Regions from separate parts of the Mus musculus genome. Here region 1 is linked to region 2. Evidence: chromatin contacts called from public Hi-C data. All regions are on one chromosome and are shown on one strand. Each heading gives the region's core, a stretch centred on a gene start, on an enhancer-like site or on the middle of the called end of the contact. The rest is flanking DNA. Distances are from core to core; before and after follow the strand shown.

Evidence for each region. Hi-C and Micro-C count contacts between places; a contact is called where the count stands out from the background.
Region 1: a Hi-C map of the C2C12 cell line shows a contact between it and region 2, with 3 times the contacts expected there. The contact joins two enhancer-like sites. A contact is called at or near these places in 1 of 484 Hi-C or Micro-C datasets (the C2C12 cell line) and 2 of 115 datasets of contacts at active chromatin or transcription factors (CD8 T cells and pancreatic cancer cells).

Annotation. Positions count from the first base shown.
Region 1 is chr15:59,783,119-59,785,904 of GRCm38.p6, reverse strand. No RefSeq gene overlaps it. Among named protein-coding and RNA genes, the nearest start is that of Gm19510, 10 kb to the left of the region's middle. Within about 2 kb of position 1,409, at least 156 of the 459 cell types and tissues checked have an H3K27ac peak or open chromatin away from gene starts, as enhancers often do. A contact at or near this core is called in the C2C12 cell line, where this site is marked.
Region 2 is chr15:59,570,538-59,573,438 of GRCm38.p6, reverse strand. All of the region lies in intron 4 of Nsmce2 (NSE2/MMS21 homolog, SMC5-SMC6 complex SUMO ligase), which reads right to left. Among named protein-coding and RNA genes, the nearest start is that of Gm36677, 46 kb to the left of the region's middle. Within about 2 kb of position 1,353, at least 54 of the 459 cell types and tissues checked have an H3K27ac peak or open chromatin away from gene starts, as enhancers often do. A contact at or near this core is called in the C2C12 cell line, where this site is marked.

The sequences.
Region 1 (2,786 bases), core at 160-2,659, 210 kb before region 2:
TTCTGATGAGCCATGGGGGTGGGAGGGGGTGGGGCAGGGCAGAGGCTGCAAATGAGCTAAAATGTCATAGCTAGAAAGGTAGGAAGAGACATATGGCTACAGAATGAAGTTGGGGGGACGAAGAAATTGAAAGGGGAAAGAAAGAAAAGTGGTAGAAGAGGGGTGGACGAAGAAAAAGAAGGATGGAAAGAGGAAGAAGAGAGGAACAGAGGATAAAACATTGGCTGCATCTGTAAAGGCTGCTGTTTCTGGGAGCCAGAGTTCTCAGAAATTTGATACTCTGATGTGCAGAATGTGCATATGAACGTGTGCAAGCACATGTGTCCTTGCAGATGTGTGAGAACGGAATATAGATGCAATTGCTTGCTGTGCTGTTCTAGTATGTGAGCATGTGTATGTTGACATGATATATGTGTGTGTGTGTGTGTACATGTGTGTGTGTGCATGTGATTGTGGGTGTGCTTTTATGCATGAACATGTTCGTATGCTGTGTTTTATGGGTGCCCATATATGCATGCCTGCATCTGTGCCTAAGCATCCTAGGCTAAGACTTAAAAGGGTTAGAATGGTATCGGGACCGCCATGGAACAGCTTCATGTGACCTTCAGTAAGTCATGTCTCCAGGCTGGCTGTCAGGTTTCTTGCATGTTCTTTATAGAACAATGCTTACCACATAAAGGTCGTTCAGTTAATATTTAGTAAGTACTAAGTACTTTAAGTAACTAAGTACTTTAAAGTAACGCTATCTGCTTAAGGTTAAGGAAATTTTTTAAAATGAAAATTACATGCAATACTACTTTCTTTGTTCATGACACATAATAGAAGCTCAATAATTATTGGATTTGTCCCTTTAGGGCAGTGCTACTAAGAACTTAAAGCAATTCTTGAGTCCATCTCAGGGGTTTCTGGGCTCCCATTAAGGTATCTATTAACCAGACTGCTTTCAATTACTGCCTGCTTTCAGGCAAAATTTGACAACCATACATTTGCAAAAATTAAAAGTACGTTTGAATTTAAACAACTTGAAGATCAGGGAGGTCAGCTTTGCTTTCGGCAACTTGGGATTGGGGGGGTGGGGGGGCGGGTTGTGAAGGGCAGGAAGTTTGCTAGTGACCTGAGGTCCTGACCTCCTGTCTGGGTGTCACACATGTAGTTCACAATCATACACGGTAGGAATTGTTATCAGCACGCAGTGGAAGTGGCTAGGGCCCAGAGAGATTGAGTAAGCCATCCACGGCCACAATGCTCACCACAGGCCCGCAGAGCTAATTCCAAACCCATCAAATGGTATTCAAAGCTGGGAAGGTAAAAAGCCCACTTTACTTGGGCAGGCAGAGCGAGGGCTAAGGCCACAAACATCTCAAAATCAAGTCAGCCGCAGTTGAGTATTGCCAGATGGAGCCAGGGCCGTGTGGCAATCAGAAAACTAGTCAGGTGGCACTGGGACAGTGCCTCTGAGGTATTTCACAAACATGGGGAACAAACACATTTGGTGTCGCAATCCTGGCCACCCGGAGCTGCCGCGTTGGCTTTTTTTTTTTTTTTTTTTTTTAGAACGGCCAGTGGATACGGAGTTTGAAAGGCTGATAGCACCACTGGCGAGCACAGACCAGAGGCCCATCTTTGAGCCTGTAGAGCCCTGGAGAAAGAACACAGCCCTTTCTGACAGCCCAGTCCCCTCCCAGCCACAGCCAGAGAAAACGGAGGTAGCCAAGAGTTACACTTCAAACCCCTCAGTGAGTCACTTCAGCTCTTCCATTTGTCATCTTTTCCCATTGCGTCGCTCCACAGAATTATGACCCGGGCTCGCGGCCTTCTGACTAGACCCCAGGCATGCCTGTTCCTCGCTGCAGCCACCTCCACGTCCAGGAATCACCATCTCCTCCCCTCTGATGAGCCATCCATCCTGTAATCCTCCAAACAAAAGCTAATGAAGCCTGCATCTCCTCGGAATTTCACAATGCCCTCTGGGGTGATTAGTCTCCCTGGTACCAAGTGCTCCGTAAACTCGGAGCCCAACTGCAATCACATTCCACTTATTTTCCTAATTAATCTCCCCAAGCACCTGCCTGCATGGACGCAGTAAGCTCAGAATGCACTGCGGAGAGGTTTCCTCACTACCCAGCAAATTATTCCGAAGCCCTGTGGAAAGCCAAATAAAAGCCAAACCGAGTCCCCCGCCATCCCCCCCCACCCCACCCCCACCCCCGCCATCCCCTAACACCCCCCCCCTTGAAGGCACCAGGCCAGAAGGGACTGGTGTGTGACTAGATTTACAGCTGCCATGAGTTTTCTCTACCACTCTGTCATGAATTCTCACTGACATCGAGCATCACTGTTGACACAGCATAGTTTCTTTGATGCAGGGCTCCAAAGTCAAATTCCTGACTGCAGCCAGTGCCCACCCCCACCCCCACCCCCATTGAGCCCTGAAAGAGCTAGTCTTCCGGATTCTTTTTCTCAGCTTTTCCCAGGATCCAAGAGGATGTCAGGAGCTCTGAGACTGGATCAATTTTCACTGCTCACAGATGGTTTTCCTCCTGTCCTCGGACCACGGTGGGGAGCATCTCTGTGGAATTTCTAGATAAGAACACACTGTGATTTCCAGTGGAGAAGGGGAGCATTGGTTTCACACCTACCCTTCTCGGGATGCTAACTGAATTGTGGTACACCCAGTAGGCAACCCTTAGACTGAAAAGACTAAGTGTGCACATCACGTCTGTAGCGAGGACCTCCTAAAAGAGTGCCTGCAGCGCTTGTAGTGAACTTCAAGGCTAGGAAACTGC
Region 2 (2,901 bases), core at 104-2,603:
TGGAAGGAAGGAAAGAGAAAGTGTGAAGAGAAAGCTCCCAAGAATTTGCTTCAGGAACTCCATGAAGATTCCAGGTAACTGCCACTATGAGGATGTAATGGTGCCGAGCACAGGCGAGTAATTCCTAATGGAGTGTTGGGGGAGATCTGGATCATTCTGATGCAGCAATGAGTAGACACCCCCCACATGGTAGAGGGACAAGGCTATACCATAGCTCTCCAGTTCCCCAGAGTGCAATTCTCTTTGTCAGCTATAACGCATGGTGTTCATGACAAAAACAAGTAAATCTGGAGGGGCAACTGGAGGTGATGGGGCAAGCTTCCCTTGCTTCCCTGAGCCCTGAGCTAGAAGCCCCGTGGGGGACAGGTAGGCAGGGGCTTCAGAAGCCAAGAGAAGAAGCACACTAAAAATAAATGAAGGGTGAACATCAAGGAGGCAGAGAAATTGCACAGGGATGTAATCAGCACGCTAATTACAGGGTCATAATTAGGAGCGCTGGAATGAAATTAAGAAGAGGGAAATTTTAATTGTCAGGAAGAACTCTTAGGGAGAGATGGCTTCTCACACAGCACCGACTGAAAGGCCATTCATCTTAACAACGTTGGCCCAAACAAGCTGGCAAGTATTTAAGGCGAATTTATTTCTGTTATCCAAAGTAGGCTAGGTTACTTGATGACACACAGAGGCCTCTTGTATCTAATTTTATCATCTTGCTCTAATTCTAAATTAAATAGTAAAAGGAAAAAAAAAAAAGAACTAATGATGAAGAAGTCCATGACTGTCTCATTCCAAAAGTCTGATTCAGCTGCTAAGGAGATCAAAGCAGAAAGAATAGAACAGTCAAACACGGTCTCATGGATGGCAGAGCCGCAGATGAAGAATCTTAAAATACAGTTTTATTTTCGAGAATTAATACTGAGATGGAATTCAACCCAGTCAACCATGCTGAGAGGCGTTGCAGAGTTATCAGTTTTCTCTGTCTTTCTTTTTTTCTTTCTTCAGACAGGGTCTTGTCAAGGCTGGTTGTGAATTTACCACATATTTGGGGCTGACCTTGAACTCCTGCCTCAGTCTCCCCACTACTGAAATGATGGGCATGTGGCATCGTGCCTGGCTCAGCATTTAGTCTAATTTTATCATGGCATCTTGGAGTAGTCTCTCTGTGAACCGATAACCAAGACTAAACCAGAAAGATGGTCAAGAAAAACCTAAAGAAAACTGATTTTTCTTTTCCTCATTTAGGAACCCAAGATATGATTCATGCAATTTTCATGTGGCAACTGTGTAGGCGCAGAAGGCAGGGCTGAGCCAGGCAGGGAAGGCATCTTGTGGTACAGCACAGTATGGGGAGCACACAGGAAGTGGGGAGCATTCTGGGAGGCCTCAGATAGTGATGACAGAAGGGACAGTAATGCATGCTGGGAGTTACCCAAGGGAAAAGGAGCTGAGCTGAGTGAGTGCAGGGAAACCTGTGGGGCAGGCGCTGCCACCCTAACATTTTTCACGATGGGTACAAGGACAGTCACTCCCATGATGTGTACAAAGCCCTGGTGTTCATTACATCAGCAACCAAAGCATCTGAGAGATTTTTCTCACCACTGATTCTTCAAATGCCCTTAGAATGTCAGCACACAGAAACATGCTGGTTTCCTTCCTCACATCCCTGCTGAGATAAGTTCCTGACACTCTTGAGAGGCCCTGCAAACACTAAGTAAGACAAGAGTTCGCTGCCTTGTGTTGGGACAGACGGTGCCGTGACAACGTGTGGCATGTGTCCTGTGAACTCTAGCAAGACTCCTGGGAGGAAAGGCCACTAAGCATCGTAGGGGCTCAAGGGAAAGCATTGGGAGACATCTGAGGCTGGGGGAGACAAGTCATGGCATGGATAGGACGGCAGGCAAACCAGAAGGAAACCAGACACTGCTGGAGACTCCACAGCAGCCGGGTACCAGGTGCCATCTAAAATGTACCTCTGCTTGGGAGTTACACACAACATTCTGACAAGATTTCCCCAGGGTCAGTCCAATCTTGGGACTAGGTACTCTGTGTTCTCCCAGCCTGTCCGCTCATCCTTGACCATCAAGTCAATTGTGAATCTCAGTCTAGAGCTGTAGATGCCACCTTTTTGTGGGATCTTTGTAAAACCCTTTTTCTGAATTCAGATCCCAAGGCGTCTGAAGCCACATGATGCCCTATCACAAACATTTCCGTGGCCCTCACTTCTCAGCACATACTACTTATTACTGCTGGAGTAAAATTAATCTAAAACCCCATTACTGACGACAGGCACTGTATTTAGAAAGGATAGACAGTCTGAAGGCAGGCGCAGGAAGTCTGCAGCACTCAGGATATTATAAGGCAGGCTTTGATCTCATACCGTGTTAACTATATAACTATGCAATTGCTAACTTGCCCTTTCTTTTCCATATCACCTTCATGGCTCTGGTAAAATGCTCACTGCCATTGCTAATGAAGTCAGAAGTGATCATCGCTGGGCTTTGACTGCACTTGGGAGTTTCAATGCAATAGAGATTTACATGCTGTTGTCAGAACAAGCAAGGCTTTCATTCTAAGTGAAAAGGGAACCTGGCTTTTCAAAAGCTAAGTGAGGAGAAAATTCAAGCTGAGGGGGCTTTGGGAGCTCCTGCAGTAGGAAACGTGGCTTCTGTTGACCCTAGTGTATAGAAACTATTCTCCAGAGCCTTTACCTTACAAGCAGGTTTTGCTTCCCTGTCTTGGTCCAACAGCAACAACAGATAGCCTTTGGGTTAGACAGCCTTTACTGGCAGCAAGCTAGAGGGACAAGTACAAGGACCTGAAAGCCCTGACCTCAATGGCTTTGTGACCTGGGAAGGTATGTCCACTGCGCTCTGCTCTTCACTCTGTTTCTTCTCCAATGTG